Regions from separate parts of the Mus musculus genome. Here all the other regions are linked to region 1. Evidence: chromatin contacts called from public ChIA-PET, HiChIP or PLAC-seq and promoter capture Hi-C data. All regions are on one chromosome and are shown on one strand. Each heading gives the region's core, a stretch centred on a gene start, on an enhancer-like site or on the middle of the called end of the contact. The rest is flanking DNA. Distances are from core to core; before and after follow the strand shown. Region 1 holds the start of Slc35e2 (solute carrier family 35, member E2). Region 2 holds the start of 1500002C15Rik (a long non-coding RNA gene). Region 3 holds the start of Cfap74 (cilia and flagella associated protein 74). Region 4 has its middle 16 kb from the start of Gabrd. Region 5 holds the start of Prkcz (protein kinase C, zeta).

Region 1 (2,700 bases), core at 131-2,630:
CTTCCTATCTCTTCACTTAATGGGCCTTCTTTTGCTATTTAAAATTCTCTCGGTGTGCTTTCAAATGTGCTCTGCAACCAGGGATACTTGTAGTACAGTCCCATAATTGCGGTACTGAGAGGATGAGGCAGGAGGGTCACAAGTTTAAGGCCAGACTGGGCTACCCTGTAAAGATCCTGTCTTAAAAGAAAAAAGAAAAAGAAAAAAAAGCACAAAAAATTATTTTCCAGTTTTTTTTAATAGAGTACATTCATCCCATGAGCGGGCGACTAGACAAACACTGAACAAGGGCCCCCCCACCCCCACCCCCAGTCTGCAGTTTTACTTTTTGTTTTATTTTGCATTTCAAGGGTTCAAAACATCAATGCTGCAAAGAGCCTGTTTCATGCCTGAAAAGTACCGGTTGGAGAAAAACCGCTGGCAGGCTAAAATAAAGTTGAGGCTTGGGACCTGGCTGAGTCGCCCATTCCACGGCACAAAATAAGACGTTTGGGGAGGCAAAATCAGTACACGCCGACAGATGACAGGGTGCCTGCACCTGTCATTGGGTATCGCTTCCTTTCCGGCGCCTGCTGCAGTCACAGCCCGCCCGCGATCCCCCCGCCCCGGTGCCCATCACTGTCCCCACCCTACCTGTGCGTCCAGCCCGGCGAAGCCCGCCACCTGCGCGCCCGGTGCCAACCCGGGCTGACTCCAGGACGGGATGCCCCCGGCCCCCGATGGGGTTCAGTTCTGGGGCTGCCACTGGAGTTTATGCAGAGCCTCAGCCCACGCCCACGGAAGATGCAGCCCGCGCCCGCCTCGGGGCCGAGCAGCTTTAGGCAGAGCGGTCCAGAGTCAAGGGCGAGAGCCGCGAGCCCTCCCACAGCCCTCCTAAGGGTTTAGATTTGGGACACACACACGGGTGGGCGGGGAGAGAGCCGGACGTGACGCACCGGAAGCTGTTACGGGGGGGGGGGGAAGGACACACTCCACACAGGCACACAATGGCACCTTCCAGAACGTTCCACCGCGGCCCACCACGGGGAGCCAGGACACCCTCACGGCGCGTTCGCACCTTCCGTAGCGGCCCACCGCAAACCACGGGGCGGGCGACGATGCGGGGCCACAGCACCGCCTTGCGGCCTCCTGTGGGCGCCTCCGGAGCGTCCCACCTCTGCGGGGTCCGCCATGCTGGGCCAGCGTGCAGGTGTCGCTCCTCTGGCCTGTGGTACATTCCGGAACGTTCCACCGAGACCAAGGTGAAGGAGCCAATCCTCTGAGGCCGCGAAGGTGCCGCCCTCTAGGTCAGACCCAGGGGCTTGATTTCAAGGATCCTAAAATCTGACCAGAAAGTCACAAGACGAGAAGCGCTCAGTGGCGAACGTGCGAGGAACCCCCGTGCTCTCCGAGTCTTGGACGCTGCCGGGATGGGGGCGGGGTCAGCACCATGGGGGCGGGGCCAGCAGCATAGCGACGGGGCGCTCATTGGTCGAGCCTCAGAGGCCCCGCCTTCCTGCAGGACGCTTGCTCTGTCGCCTGATCTCCCCAAGTAGCCGCCGGCTGTGAGATGCTTCCTGGCCCCTTTTATCCCTGAAGGTCATTTTGTGGAGAGGTTTGAGGTTGTGCCTTGCCTCAGCTCTGCTTTTGGTGAAACCTTCCTTTGTTTTTTTCTTGGTTGTTTGAAAACTAGTAAGGTTTCTCCTTCAGATCTCGCACAGTGAGTTGGAGCTTCTTAAACCTTTTCCACTAGAAAACCCTTTCCATATGCAAATCAAACGTTTACTGATAATCAACCTTAAGTCTATCTTAAAACAATTCTTTGCCCGGTGCCGGAGACCAGCCTGGTCCACTTAGTGAGTTCCTGGACAACCAGGTCTATGTAGAGAGACCCTGTCTCAGCAAACAAAAAACAAGTCTTTAGAACACAATGGCACAGTGCAGTTTTACCACTTAAAAGCAAAGGCAAACTGGCTTACGAATGAGAAGATGTGCTTTTTAAATTTTCGCACAGATCATTAAATCTTGACTGAATATCCCATACCACTGGACATAGAGTATCTTCAGCATTTTTCAGAGTTGATGTTTTGATTTTATCAAAACCAAAGTGTGTTTGATTTTGTTGAATTGACGTATGTTTTAGAACCGTATCAGTTGGAAATTCTGTCCTAACCACAAGCCAAGTTTTAACGATTTTTAAAAATGAAACTCAACTCAGAAACTTACGCAAGAATTTTGTTGTTGTTGGGTTCTTTCCTTTGTTTGTTTTTGTCTTTTAAGATAGTGTCTCACTGAGCCGGCATGGTGGCACACACCTTTAATCCCAGCACTCAGGAGGCAGAGGCAGGGGAATTTCTGAGTTCGAGGCCAGCCTGGTCTACAAAGTGAGTTCTAGGACAGCCAGAGCTACACAGAGAAACCCTGTCTCGAAAAAAAAAAAAAAAAAAAAAAAGATAGTGTCTCACTATGTACCCCTGTCTGGCCTGGAACTCACTGTGTACATCAGGCTAGTCTTGAACTCACAGAAATAGACATCTCTGCCTCTCACACTCTGGAATTATGCGCACCTATGTAAGCATTTTTTAATTGAGTTGTTTTATTTGGTCATTGTTGTTTTGTATTTGTTTTGTTTTGAGACAGGGCTGGTGTATCCCTGGCTGGCTTCGGATTTGATGTACAGCCAGGGCTGACCCTGACCTTGCTCTTACCCCACAGTGCTCA
Region 2 (2,700 bases), core at 115-2,614, 130 kb before region 1:
GCCTCCGGGCCCTGGACCAGGAGGCTCCTTGGCCCATAATGCCACCACCAGGCAGCCTTTTCTCTAAAGGAACTGGAGGAAGGAGTTCCTAACAGACTCAGTCATGCTTCCTTTCCCAGGGAGCGGCTGGCTGACCTAGGGTTCCCGTTAGCCACCCCTCCCCCAGCACCTGGCGGGCAGAAGCGGCCCCCATCATCCAGCCAGGCTCTGCGGCCCAGCCTGCTCCGGGCTCACCGGCCAAGTGGGGCCCGCTGCACAAGTGTGATCACGCGTGTAGTGCCTAGAGCCGGGGCGCACTCACCGGCCACAGTTGCAGTGGCAGACGCGGTCCTCGCCCCGCAGGTGCGGGAGGATGTAGTTATGGAATCGGTCCAGCAGCGCGTTCATGTCCATCAAGCACGCGATGGCCTGGAAGAGCCCATGACCGGTCAGGGCGAGGAGTGGGCCGGGCCGAAAGGGGTGCCAAGGGGGAGTACTAGACTGCAGGGGTGGGTGGGTGGGTGGGGAAACGCAGGGCAACCAGGGCGAGGGCAGCGCAAGATCGCAGCGAGGGCAGCGCAGGCCGCACGGGCCGGTAAACAAGGAAGCGAGGTGGGGTAGGCGCGCGCGCGGGCGGGCGGCAGAAGCAGGGGGCGCGCGCGGGAAGCCCCTCCGCTCACCATCACGATCGACGCCCCCAGAATCATGAAGATCATGGTGTTCGCACTCATGGACATCGGGCGGGGCCGGGCCGGGCCGGAGCGCCGCCCCCCGGCCCCGGTGCCCCTCCCGGCCCCGGCCCGATGCTTAGCCCGCGCCGCCTCCGCAGAGGTCAGCGCTCGCGCGCCGGGCCGCCGCGGACCCCGGGGGCAGGCGCGGGCACAGGCAGCCGAGATGTGGGGGCTGACGTGGGGTCGCTCGCCTGTCGCCCGTTGCTGGCAGCCCTCCGCTCCGCCCTCCGGTGCTCCCTGCGCCCGGCTCCCTGCGGTCTGCGCGGCGGCCCCCTCCCTCCTCCCTCTTCCCTCCTCCAGGCTTCTCCCTCCCTCCTTTTCTTCTTCACTATCTCCTCCCTCCTCCTCCTGCCTCCGCCTCCGGGGAGGGACTTCGCCGCCCCGCGCCAGCATCCAGGGGCGAGGTTCTCCACTCCTGTCCCTGTGACGCAGCCCGAGACCCCTCCCCTCCGGCCTCGGCTCCACATTGTGCCCCATGTCATCAGCCTTGGCTCCGGTCTCCCTGCCCAGTGCCGCGCTGGACTGGGCCTTGGCCTGGACCAGGTGGTCGTTTCTGCTCTACTTCCCCAAGTAAGGCCCCTCCTTCTGGTTCTCCGGGTTCCAGAGAGGGACAGGAAGTGTCAGCACCCGCCTCCTCCAGCAAGAAAGTGCCATCAGAGGAGGGGCCTGGAAAGTCAGAGGAACCAGGGACTAATGACTACATGAGCAGAGGTAGGAGGGCAGGAGGGTAGGCGATACGGATGCGATGCGGAATGGGCCAAGTATGCCATAAAGATCGTGGCAGTTGTGGGAAAGACTAGGCGATTTCTGAGGAGGAAGGGGTGCTGGAACAGCTGCCAGCGTCTATGATCCTCTTGTGGCTGCCGGTCATGCTGGGATTGAGTCCCAAGCCCTGTGCTGGCCACAGAGCTGACAACAGAAGAACCAACCCTGCCCTGTGTTGGAAAGCAGGAAGAGGACAGCTGACCTCCAGCCCCCCAAGTCCAGACCCCACTGTATCTGAAGGTTCCAACAGGAGTTCAGTTATATCAGCTCACACAGGCCCTGAGCTGTTAAGGCACCAGGGTCCGGCCCTACTTCTCAGAAGGGTGCTCTCAGGTTTATCACAGGGTTGGACTCAATGGCCGAGTAGTCTCTTCCTCAGCAGGGAGTCAGGCCAGGAATTCAGGACAAACCAAAGACTTCTAGCAGCACCTATTTTGTGGCAATTCCAAGGTTTTTTTTCCCCTTAATAAGACAGCCTGTTGCTTTATTTAGGTTTCTGTACAATTCAGCAGTGGAGAGAAAAGGGCCAACAACAGACACTTGCTGTAGGCTGTAGAGTAAACCATCTTTATTTCTTTTGGTTAAAAACAATGGATTTGAATCTGGCATTTCTGCGTACGTCTCATTCCATATGTACAGTACATTGATGATGTACACCTAGCAGTAAAAACAAATATCTGAAAGGAAAACACACTGAAAAAGTGGCTTCAACAAAGGTGGCTGTGCAGGGCAGGCCATGCACCGAGCACAGGAGGCTCAGTAGAAGCAGACAGTATGCAGAAAGGCCCGGCCACTCTTCTCCTCGAACTCCTGCAGCAGCTCGTCGATTTCATTCTCCATGTCCTCAGTGTGCTGGATCTGGGAAAAGCACGGCCTTGAGTGAACCCGGGCATTGTGACGCGCCTTCCCTGACCCTGCCCTCCACTGATCTTCACTTCTGCAGGGACCCAGGCTTCAGGATAGCTCCCTCACAGCCTGTTCCTACCAGACATATACAACATATCATAGGAGTACCCCATATTGGGAGTGGGACGGCTAGATTCAAAGGGAGGCCTGGACCCCAAGGCTGGAACTCAGGTTCTGTTCTCAGGCGTCGTAGGTACATGAAAGCCTCATCAACCAGTGCTATCCCAAATCTGCAATGAGTGAAGTGAGGCACACAGATACCGGCATGCATTTTCCTACAGTCGTCCAGTGTGAATGCTGACTATGCTTTGTGCACTGC
Region 3 (2,700 bases), core at 117-2,616, 190 kb after region 1:
TTTACTGGTTCGGAGGATTGGGACGTTGGGTGTCCCTGGGGCCACTGTACTGCCTGTTCTATCTTTTCTTCTGAGAGGACAGCCCTCTCCTTAGAGAGGGCTGCAGAAACTCTCACTTGTCACAGGAGTTTTCCAGGGTTGCCATAACAAAGTGCTCCAACTTGAATTCTTTACACAACAGAAATGTATTCTGTCAGTCTTGAAGCTCGTCTTATTTATTTTAAAGACAAGAAGGGGAGGGCTTCAAGCTGGGTGTGGTGGCACAGGCCTTTTAGTCCCAGCACTCGGGAAGCAGACGTAGGTACATCTCTGAGTTTGAGGCCAGCCTGGTCTGCAGAGCAAGTTCCAGGACAACCAGGACCATACAGAAAAACCCTTTCTCAAAAACCAATCAAACCATTAACAAAAACTACTGTTCAGGAATAAATTTCTAATCTAAGATAAGCAAAGGTGTGCGGTTACACACGAGGAGAAGTGAGAATCACGGGTTTGTTCATAGTTAACCAGGAGAGGAGGGTACTATGTTATGGGTGAAGACAAGATTCTATTTATTGGCTTGGGTGGGCTTTTGATAAATTGTTTGATAATCAGTTCTTAAATTGTACACAAGAAGGTAGGCATCATTTGTTTGAAGACAATATTCATCAATGAATACCTGAGCAGTCTACTCATTACCTAGCTCACATTACTTACTAGTCCACTCATTACTTGGCCCACAGCACACCTTCATTCAGGGTGTATTTTGCTAAGCATTTTTACCCAGATAAGGGAGTCATTTTATGGAAAAATCAAGCTAAGGAGGCCTATCCACTTGCAATGAAGGGTTTTGTATTTAAAGCCAGGCTGGAACAGCGGGAGGTGACTCTTACTTTCAGCTCTCAGACTGATGCCTGGCTCTTCACCAGCAGGATTGATGCTGACGCTTCATAGGCTGTGGTAACCACGTGACTCACCGCCACGTGTCCACGCAGAAAAGTTACCCCTTGTTCAGCGCATCCTCAGTGCAGCCCCAAGGCTGAAGTCGCCAGTACCCACCTCTCTGGGCAGCCCAGTGATGTCCCTCAGCGATGAGACTTCAGCAAAGGTCCCCCAAGAGTGGGCTGCACTGTTGGCAAACCTCCTCAGGAACGGCTCCTCGGTGGTGGTCCCTCAGCAGCAACAACCTCTCAAGAATGGTCCCTGGCGACTGCCCCTTAGCAACAGCTCCTCACAAATGACCCCTAGAAAGTGGTCCAGTAACTAGGTCGCCTCCCAGAAACAGATCCTCGGCGACGGTTCCTCAGCACTGGCCCCCGCAGAATCAGTTCCTTAAGCCGCTAGACCATGGCCTCTTAACGGCCCGACTGCCCCCAGCCACCGTGGGTCTGAGGCTGCGTAGTTTGGGCGCGCAGCTCCATGGCAACGGAAGGCTGCTTTGGGGTAGCGGGCGGGGCTGAGGCTGCGGAGGGAGAGCTTGTGCGCAGGCGTAGTGCAACAGCGGGGGTAAAGTGGGACGAGCATCGCGGAGGGCAGAGTCAAAGCTGACTGTTGCCCAGACGATTCTCCTGGAGACTGGGGCAGGTGCTCGAGAACTTGTCTAAAGCCAGTTGAAACTTGGGTCAACTGCTTACTTAAAAGACCATTTACGCAGAAGTTAGGATCTCCTGCGTCTCTTGGATCTGAATTCTGGCTCTCCCAGGGCTTTGCAGCCTGTGTTGTGCCCTCTAGGTGGTGACATCTGACTCCTCTGGATAACTCACAGGACTCTTTGGATTGTTTTTGGTCGTTTAAGTTGGCGTGGTCACTAGTCCGGGCAGGAGGTGGGCTCAACAGTGGACAGGACATGTTCCCTTTCCTCAGAGTCGCAGGGATGACTGGCAACTCCTGTAGTTTTGTCTTGGAGATGGAGAACCTTCAGCGTTAAGAAGTCCTCAAAATAATACAGAGCCTGTGGAAATGTCAGTGGAGATTGGTGGGGGGTACCTCTGCACTCCCTTCAGATACTTTGCCTGTGAAATACCACTGCAATACTGTATAGGTGTGTGTGTGGCTGGGGATCGAACCCAGGTGTTCTATAAGTTTAGAGCTTTGTGTATGGAAGCCGGATGTCCTAGTAAAGCAATTTGGGAAAGATAGCCAGTTGGTTTGTAACCTTTAGCTGAGGGAGAATGTGAACTGGGCCTCCTACTCTGGGTTGACCCTGGTATATGGCTGAGCAGAGAGGGTTGTGAAGTAACCATATCCAATACTAATATTTGTGGTATGAAGTATAATCCCCACTATAGTAAAATAAGTGAATAAATTGGTCTTCTCTTTCACGTTGCCTCAAATATTTGTTTACAGGGACAAAACTCTGACTAACACATGTAATTTTCTCTGGGGTATACTATACTCCTCTGTTAGGCTGGCCAAGCCTGTCAGGTATACATTAGGTTTGCCTCCCTTCCACTTTTTTTGTTTTGTTTTGTTTTTTGAGACAGGGTTTCTCTGTGCAGCCCTGGCTGTCCTGGAACTCACTCTGTAGACCAGGCTGGCCTCGAACTCAGAAATCCACCTGCCTCTGCCTCCCAAGTGCTGGGATTAAAGGCGTATGCTACCATGCCCGGCTCCCTTCCACTTTTATCTCAATATGCCAGTTGGGAATCAAGAACCAAAGGATTTCTCAGTTCAATTCTTCTTCTTCTTCTTCTTCTTCTTCTTCTTCTTCTTCTTCTTCTTCTT
Region 4 (2,700 bases), core at 97-2,596, 220 kb after region 1:
GACCTAAGCACGCCTTCCTCCTGCCACCTTGGCTACTTTGTGCTAAAAGATGAGGTTGTGTGGCTTTACAGGACATCCAGAGGGTGGAAGCACTGGATCCTGGTATGATCAGGAACTGCAATGATAGAATGTGTCTAGGAGCCAGCAGGGAGCAGGTGGCCAAGCAAAGGCAGATCTGGGTCAGCTGGGGCTCCAGTTCCTGACAACAGGAGAGGCAGAACAAACCCAACCACCTTGGGACGCCACAGGACAGGAATGTCCCTTCTCGAGCCCAGGGGCTGGGACTTTTTCTTCATCTCTTTATGTCCGTTCTTCAGTCTTCCTACATGGTTACTGTTTCCACCTCCACTGGTTCAAAGAGTTACCTGGGGATGGGGACACATTGTGTCCCCACATAGGGCACAATGTAGTTAGTCAAGACAACCTAATGCTACATCTTTCCATTAGTGCAGTCTAGGTTCCACTCCCAGGAGAGCAGGGTCAGCTCCAGCTCTCTGGGCCTTTGGGGGAGGAGCTGGTGGGTTCAAGTTTTCAGAGCTGCTGAATTCACCTGGACCCAGAGGCCAGCAGCCTAACACCCCTCCGACTACACAACCTGCTAGCTTCAGCACCCGCCTCTGCCCTGCCTCTTGCCGCCTGCAGTCTGCCCTCTTTCTGCTGCATGTACCCACGGGGAGCTATTTAAAGCGGCCTTTGCGATTGCCTTGGGCTCCCACGCAGCCAGGCCCACCCGGGCAGCAGCCTTCGCCTGATTCTGCAACCAGCAATCACTCCCTCAGCCTGCAGGCTTCTATTTCTGCCCACATGTTTACAGGGCAGGAGGAAGGACAGGAAGGATTGATGCTTTTCAAACACCAGTTTCTGTTCCAGTGGTGAGGACAGGAGCTGACTGAAGGCTAGGGGTGGATCAAGGGCTGCAGCTGAGAAGAGCCAGCTTGGAAAGAGGATGTCAGTGCCTCCTGCCTGCAATGGCACCAGGGACAAAGGGTGACAGGCAGGGGGCTTTTCATCCTAGCAGGGACAGCTCTTGGAACTGAGAGTGCCCTCCTCTTTGTCCTGGGCTGGAGTGCATGCTTTGAATGTGGACTGTACCTCCCTGAGGCTGGGCCTGGATGTCAGGAGACAGCCCTGTTTTTCTCTGGCAGCAAGGACAGGACAATCTCCCAGACTCAAGGTGAGAAGATATGCAGGGTATCAAAAGAGCTGAGACAGGTCTGGGGTCAGGGTTCCTATTTTCTAGGGCTACAAACTGTTCTATCAGAGCTATGGAGACCAGAAGTCATGAGCCTAGGAGTAGGCAGACTGGCTCCAGGGAAAATTTTACCCCGACCTCCCTCTGCTTCCTGGGTGGCCTGCACTACTGGGATTTAAGATTTATTGCCCTGACCTCTGTGTCCATTATCACACGCTTGGCTTCTGTCCCTTCTCTTCTTACACAAACACCTGCAAACTGGAGCGTGGCTCATCTTAGCCAATTATATCTGCAAGAACCCTATTTCCAAGTAAGCCACATTCTGAGATTCTGGGTGTGAAGCGTCCTAGGGGGAAGTTGTTCAGCTCAGCCCAGATGGCAACCCCAGAAGCAGGAGAGTATGGTGCAGGGAGAGAATGGGAAAGAGAAAGAGCAGGGAATGTGTTTTGTGACCCAGAGCAAGGAGTGGGCATCCCACTGTGTATGTACGTGTGTATATCTATTCATCATCTCGAACCACGCCCAGTGAACAACTGGCCCCAGGTCCCTAAAGCTTTCAAGCTGAGTGAGCATTTCCAGGGTCATGGTATTACCGGAAAGCAAGACCTGTCTCCTTCGACTTAACAACTAGGGCCAACCAGGGTCATCTCCGACTCAGCCATTAATACTGCTTGCATACACTTAGGCTTCACATTAAGTCCACTTGTGATGCCTATGTAGCTGTCATTGTAGCAACTGTCATGGTAGCAACATTGTAGCAACAGCCACCAAAAAAGACAATGAGAGGTTGATGAAATGAGCTTAGCTATTCCTTCATCTGTAGTAGCCCCAAGGAGTGAGTCCATACCTGCATGAATCTGCTCCTCTATCAACTTCAAGGCTTAGGTGCCTCTGATGCAGTGACCCATGCCCTTCCAGGTGCTGGTCTTGGTCATCTTGACCACACAGCAGTCACTGGGCAACTGTATGCCCAAGGGAATCTCCAGTAGTAAGCCCCCTGAGATCCAGAACTTTCCTTCCCAGCCTTTGTGAGGTTCACATGTTAACCCCAAACCACAGAGACTCTGACTTGACTTCTTTTACTGTAAACTTTGTTTCACAGGTGGAGGAAACAATAGCCTGTGTGTTAAGCTCTAATGGAAAAGGTATCCATCCTGGCGGTTAACAGCCAAGGAATACCACAAAGCTACACTACACAATAAACCTCCCACAGCATATTTATTGGGAAGGAAGAGTCAGTAGGGTGGCTGCCTCTGCTCGGGTGAGAAGCAGCAGAGAGCTAATCAGAAGATAAGATTATGGGGGATTTCTTGTGGGGCAGAGCTTTCCAGGGTAGGGATTGGTGGGATTTCAAGTCCTGAGTTTAGGCTTTTTACTCTGTCCAGCTGTTAGGGCAATTGGAGTGTTCTATGGGTGGAACCTGATGGTTGCAGGTACTTGGGAGAGGGGCCTGGCCACTTGCATGACTGAAGGGCCTCCCCCATTTTGTTTATTATCGATAAACAATA
Region 5 (2,700 bases), core at 68-2,567, 240 kb after region 1:
ACCCACATGGCATCTCACAACTTGCTCCAGTTCCAGGGTGAGCCCAGAGCTCTTCTAACCTCTCCAGGGCACTGCACCCATGAGGTGTGCAAATACACAGGACTACACATGCTGGCAAAACAACAGTCATACACCTAAAATAAAAACTTTCGTCCATTTCCCAACGCTAAAATAAACAAAAATATGTCTGTGAACTCAGTGTGACACACATCTGGAATCTCAGCACTTAGGAGCCTGGGCGGGTGAGGACAAGGAGTGCTAATAGCCATGACAGAAGCTACAGAGGTGCAGAGAACCAGGTTTGAGTTCAAAGGGTTTTGAAAAATTATCTGAGGCATTACTGGGGATTACCGGGCTGGCTACAGCCTCCGTTTCTCTAATATTGAGATTGTAGGCATGCCACCATTTTTTTAAAAATTATTTTTAAGATTAAAGTGTTTAAAAGCCACTTAAAGCCTGCGGGGGTGGCATATGCCTTTAATCCCAGCACTTGGGAGCGAGAAGAAGGTGGATCTCTGAGGTCAAGGCCAGCCTGGTCTACAGAGAGAGCTCTAGGGCAGCCTGAGCTACGGAGAAAGCCTGTCTCAAAAAACAAAACAAACAAAAAGGCATCTGAAGATGACCAGGTGGCTGCCAATAGGTGTCTTCTAGAGAGAACGCGGGATGTAAGATCAGGGCCGCTGCGTCTTTTCAGCCCTCCAGCGTCACCTCAGTGCCTGGCACCAAGAAGAACCAGGCACGCGTGTGGAATGTAAAGCGAAGGGCTAAGAAGACCTTACGATTCTCCAGATCTGTTCGGCGGAGAAGCTAACTGGTGCAGAGGCGGCGAATAAAGACAGGCCCTCCTGGCTGGGGATGCGGGATGCCCCTGAAGTTGGGAGGGCTGGGACCGGAGGGCCAGACCAGCTCGCACTTTGAGGAGTTGCTCAGCTCCTCGCAACCTCGGGGACGCTGCGGACAGCTGGAGTTCGTACTCCGAAGGTCTGAAAACATCGGACAACCCGCACCTCCAAAAAGTTTGCCCGGCTTTCAGCACAACAGACCCAGCAGACTCAGAAGCACGGGGCGGAGTGGCCTGACTGTCCCTGGACTATTCGGGTCGCCGCCCGTTGCCGGGCAAAGCCACTACGTGCGCGCTCCCATTGGCCCAGGGCCGCGCCCGACAGGTAGTTCATCCTGCACTCTGGTTATTGGGCCGCGGCCGCGCGGCCCCCCGAGGATTGGCCCAGGTGGCGGCCCCGGGGAGCCCTCATTGGCCACAGGTGCCTCCCGCCTCGTGGATTGGCCGTCTCGATGGCCAGGTTCCGCCCCCATCCAGTGTGCCCCCAGCTCCGCGCACCGCCCAAGTTCCGCGGAGTTGGCGAGGCGGGTGCCGTCTGTCCCGTGCTGCGCGCTCCCTTCCGCGCGCTCCCTTCCGCGTTCCGCCGTCTGCCCCGCCTGGCAACCCGGCCCTTCTCCGGGGCCGCTAGCCATGGCCGGAGCGCCCTGGAAGCAGCGCTGACGGCGGCTGGCTGAGTGCGCCATGCCCAGCAGGACGGACCCCAAGATGGACCGGAGCGGCGGCCGCGTCCGTCTGAAGGCGCACTACGGCGGGTGAGCGCGCAGCGCCGGACAGCGGGCAAAGCGGGTTGCGCGGCGGTGGAACTTCGGGGCTGTCGGGGTGCTGCGCGCGAAGGAGGCAGGGAGGCGACGACGAGGCGCCCCGGGAGCTGCGGTGGCGCCCTTCAATGTGGCCCGAGGGAAACCTCGAGGGCGGGGCGCACTCCGCCTAGCTAGTTCTCTCTGGGCGCACACAGCAGGCAGGTGTTGTTGCGCTCCTAGCCTTGGTCTCAGTCAGGGACTTTAAGGACAAACTTGCATGGTCTATAAAAGTTTTCATCAGATTGTGAAAACCTCTGGTGCATTAAAAAAAAAAAAAGTAAAAAAAAAAAAAAAAAAAAACAACAACAAACCCAACACACCCAAGATTATTCAAATTGGCCGCTGTTTAAGTGTAAGGAAAACCTTTGATCCATGGCACGCACAAGAATGCTTGAAGTTGTGGGAACACCAGAGCACATTTTCGCAGCTTTGGTTCGGGGGGGGGGGGGGGGGACGGGGGACAGAACTTTTTGAAGCTCTCCAGAATAGTCTTGCCCTGTTTTTTAGGACAGGGATGATGGTCTTTTCCGTCACATTCCTGGAGGTGGTTTTGGGGGCTGGCCTCGGCCCTTAGCCCTGGATTCCGCCTTGTTTTCCGGGAGGGAGAGGGTGGAGTGGGGAGGGGACCGATAGGGGCATGACAGTGGTTAGTATGGTTGTCCAGGAGCATTGAGTGATGAGAGCGGAGTGATGGTGTTGGTTTTCTGGTGGCTGGTTCGCCCAGGCTGGGTCGGAGAATCCCATAATCTTGCCCCTGATTGTGTAGACAGAAGAGGGTAGAGGCCTAAGGCTTTGACAGCTTCTTGCTTAGGTGCTGTGTGTCCTGGAACCAGCCTGGGTACTCCCAGGTCAAGGGTCAAGGGTCGAGGGTCGCTGCTCTTGGGAAGGAGAAAGGGAGTGGAGTGGAATGCTGGTCCTGTGGCTGAACTGGGCTCTCAGCATTCCTAGGAGTTTTACAGAGTGGCCGGTCCCAGCCACAGAGACAAGTGACTGGTCCTTTGGAAGTGGTTCCTTGCCTGGGTAGAAGATTCTCTTTTCAGCCTCAGGCCAACTTCTGGT

What was found. Promoter capture Hi-C pulls out the DNA fragments that hold promoters and counts their contacts. ChIA-PET counts read pairs in DNA pulled down with a chosen protein or histone mark. HiChIP or PLAC-seq counts read pairs in DNA pulled down with a chosen protein or histone mark. Capture Hi-C pulls out chosen DNA fragments and counts their contacts.
Region 2: a contact with region 1 is called in an RNA polymerase II ChIA-PET map of effector CD8 T cells, with 120 read pairs. The contact joins the promoter of 1500002C15Rik here to the promoter of Slc35e2 in region 1. A contact is called at or near these places in 8 of 39 promoter capture datasets (cranial neural crest, embryonic stem cells, maxillary cranial neural crest and 2 more), 1 of 484 Hi-C or Micro-C datasets (embryonic stem cells), 11 of 115 datasets of contacts at active chromatin or transcription factors (the SCID.adh cell line, bone marrow-derived macrophages, effector CD8 T cells and 4 more) and 3 of 9 other capture datasets (adipose tissue, liver and pancreatic islet).
Region 3: an H3K27ac HiChIP or PLAC-seq map of microglia shows a contact between it and region 1, with 6 times the contacts expected there. The contact joins the promoter of Cfap74 here to the promoter of Slc35e2 in region 1. A contact is called at or near these places in 12 of 39 promoter capture datasets (the 3T3-L1 cell line, the C10 cell line, the SN4741 cell line and 6 more), 1 of 484 Hi-C or Micro-C datasets (embryonic stem cells), 4 of 115 datasets of contacts at active chromatin or transcription factors (embryonic stem cells and microglia) and 1 of 9 other capture datasets (pancreatic islet).
Region 4: a contact with region 1 is called in a promoter capture Hi-C map of hippocampal neurons, with 2.1 times the contacts expected there. The contact joins the enhancer-like site here to the promoter of Slc35e2 in region 1. A contact is called at or near these places in 10 of 39 promoter capture datasets (the 3T3-L1 cell line, the C10 cell line, cranial neural crest and 6 more), 4 of 484 Hi-C or Micro-C datasets (brain, embryonic stem cells, gonadal supporting cells and 1 more), 4 of 115 datasets of contacts at active chromatin or transcription factors (embryonic stem cells and epiblast stem cells) and 2 of 9 other capture datasets (adipose tissue and pancreatic islet).
Region 5: a contact with region 1 is called in a promoter capture Hi-C map of adipose tissue. The contact joins the promoter of Prkcz here to the promoter of Slc35e2 in region 1. A contact is called at or near these places in 5 of 39 promoter capture datasets (the 3T3-L1 cell line, the C10 cell line, cranial neural crest and 2 more), 1 of 15 datasets of contacts at CTCF or cohesin (pro-B cells), 2 of 484 Hi-C or Micro-C datasets (both in embryonic stem cells), 10 of 115 datasets of contacts at active chromatin or transcription factors (embryonic stem cells, epiblast stem cells, extraembryonic endoderm stem cells and 4 more) and 1 of 9 other capture datasets (adipose tissue).

What each region holds. Positions count from the first base shown.
Region 1 is chr4:155,600,096-155,602,795 of GRCm38.p6, reverse strand. It overlaps Slc35e2 (solute carrier family 35, member E2), which reads right to left and starts at 1,380. Exons shown (of 9, transcript NM_177186.4): 1 at 1,058-1,380.
Region 2 is chr4:155,733,106-155,735,805 of GRCm38.p6, reverse strand. 1500002C15Rik (a long non-coding RNA gene) reads left to right here and starts at 1,364. Exons shown (of 2, transcript XR_001784583.2): 1 at 1,364-1,421. Ssu72 (Ssu72 RNA polymerase II CTD phosphatase homolog (yeast)) reads right to left here. Exons shown (of 5, transcript NM_026899.3): 5 at 1,927-2,333. The coding sequence ends at 2,232. It overlaps Tmem240 (transmembrane protein 240), which reads right to left and starts at 1,002. Exons shown (of 4, transcript NM_001101506.1): 1 at 660-1,002; 2 at 302-408. The coding sequence starts at 716.
Region 3 is chr4:155,407,906-155,410,605 of GRCm38.p6, reverse strand. It overlaps Cfap74 (cilia and flagella associated protein 74), which reads right to left and starts at 1,366. Exons shown (of 39, transcript NM_001368738.1): 1 at 1,036-1,366. All of the region lies in intron 2 of 5830444B04Rik (RIKEN cDNA 5830444B04 gene), which reads left to right.
Region 4 is chr4:155,380,992-155,383,691 of GRCm38.p6, reverse strand. No RefSeq gene overlaps it. Among named protein-coding and RNA genes, the nearest start is that of Gabrd, 16 kb to the left of the region's middle. Within about 2 kb of position 1,346, at least 28 of the 459 cell types and tissues checked have an H3K27ac peak or open chromatin away from gene starts, as enhancers often do. A contact at or near this core is called in hippocampal neurons, where this site is marked.
Region 5 is chr4:155,360,045-155,362,744 of GRCm38.p6, reverse strand. It overlaps Prkcz (protein kinase C, zeta), which reads left to right and starts at 1,317. Exons shown (of 18, transcript NM_008860.3): 1 at 1,317-1,593. The coding sequence starts at 1,523.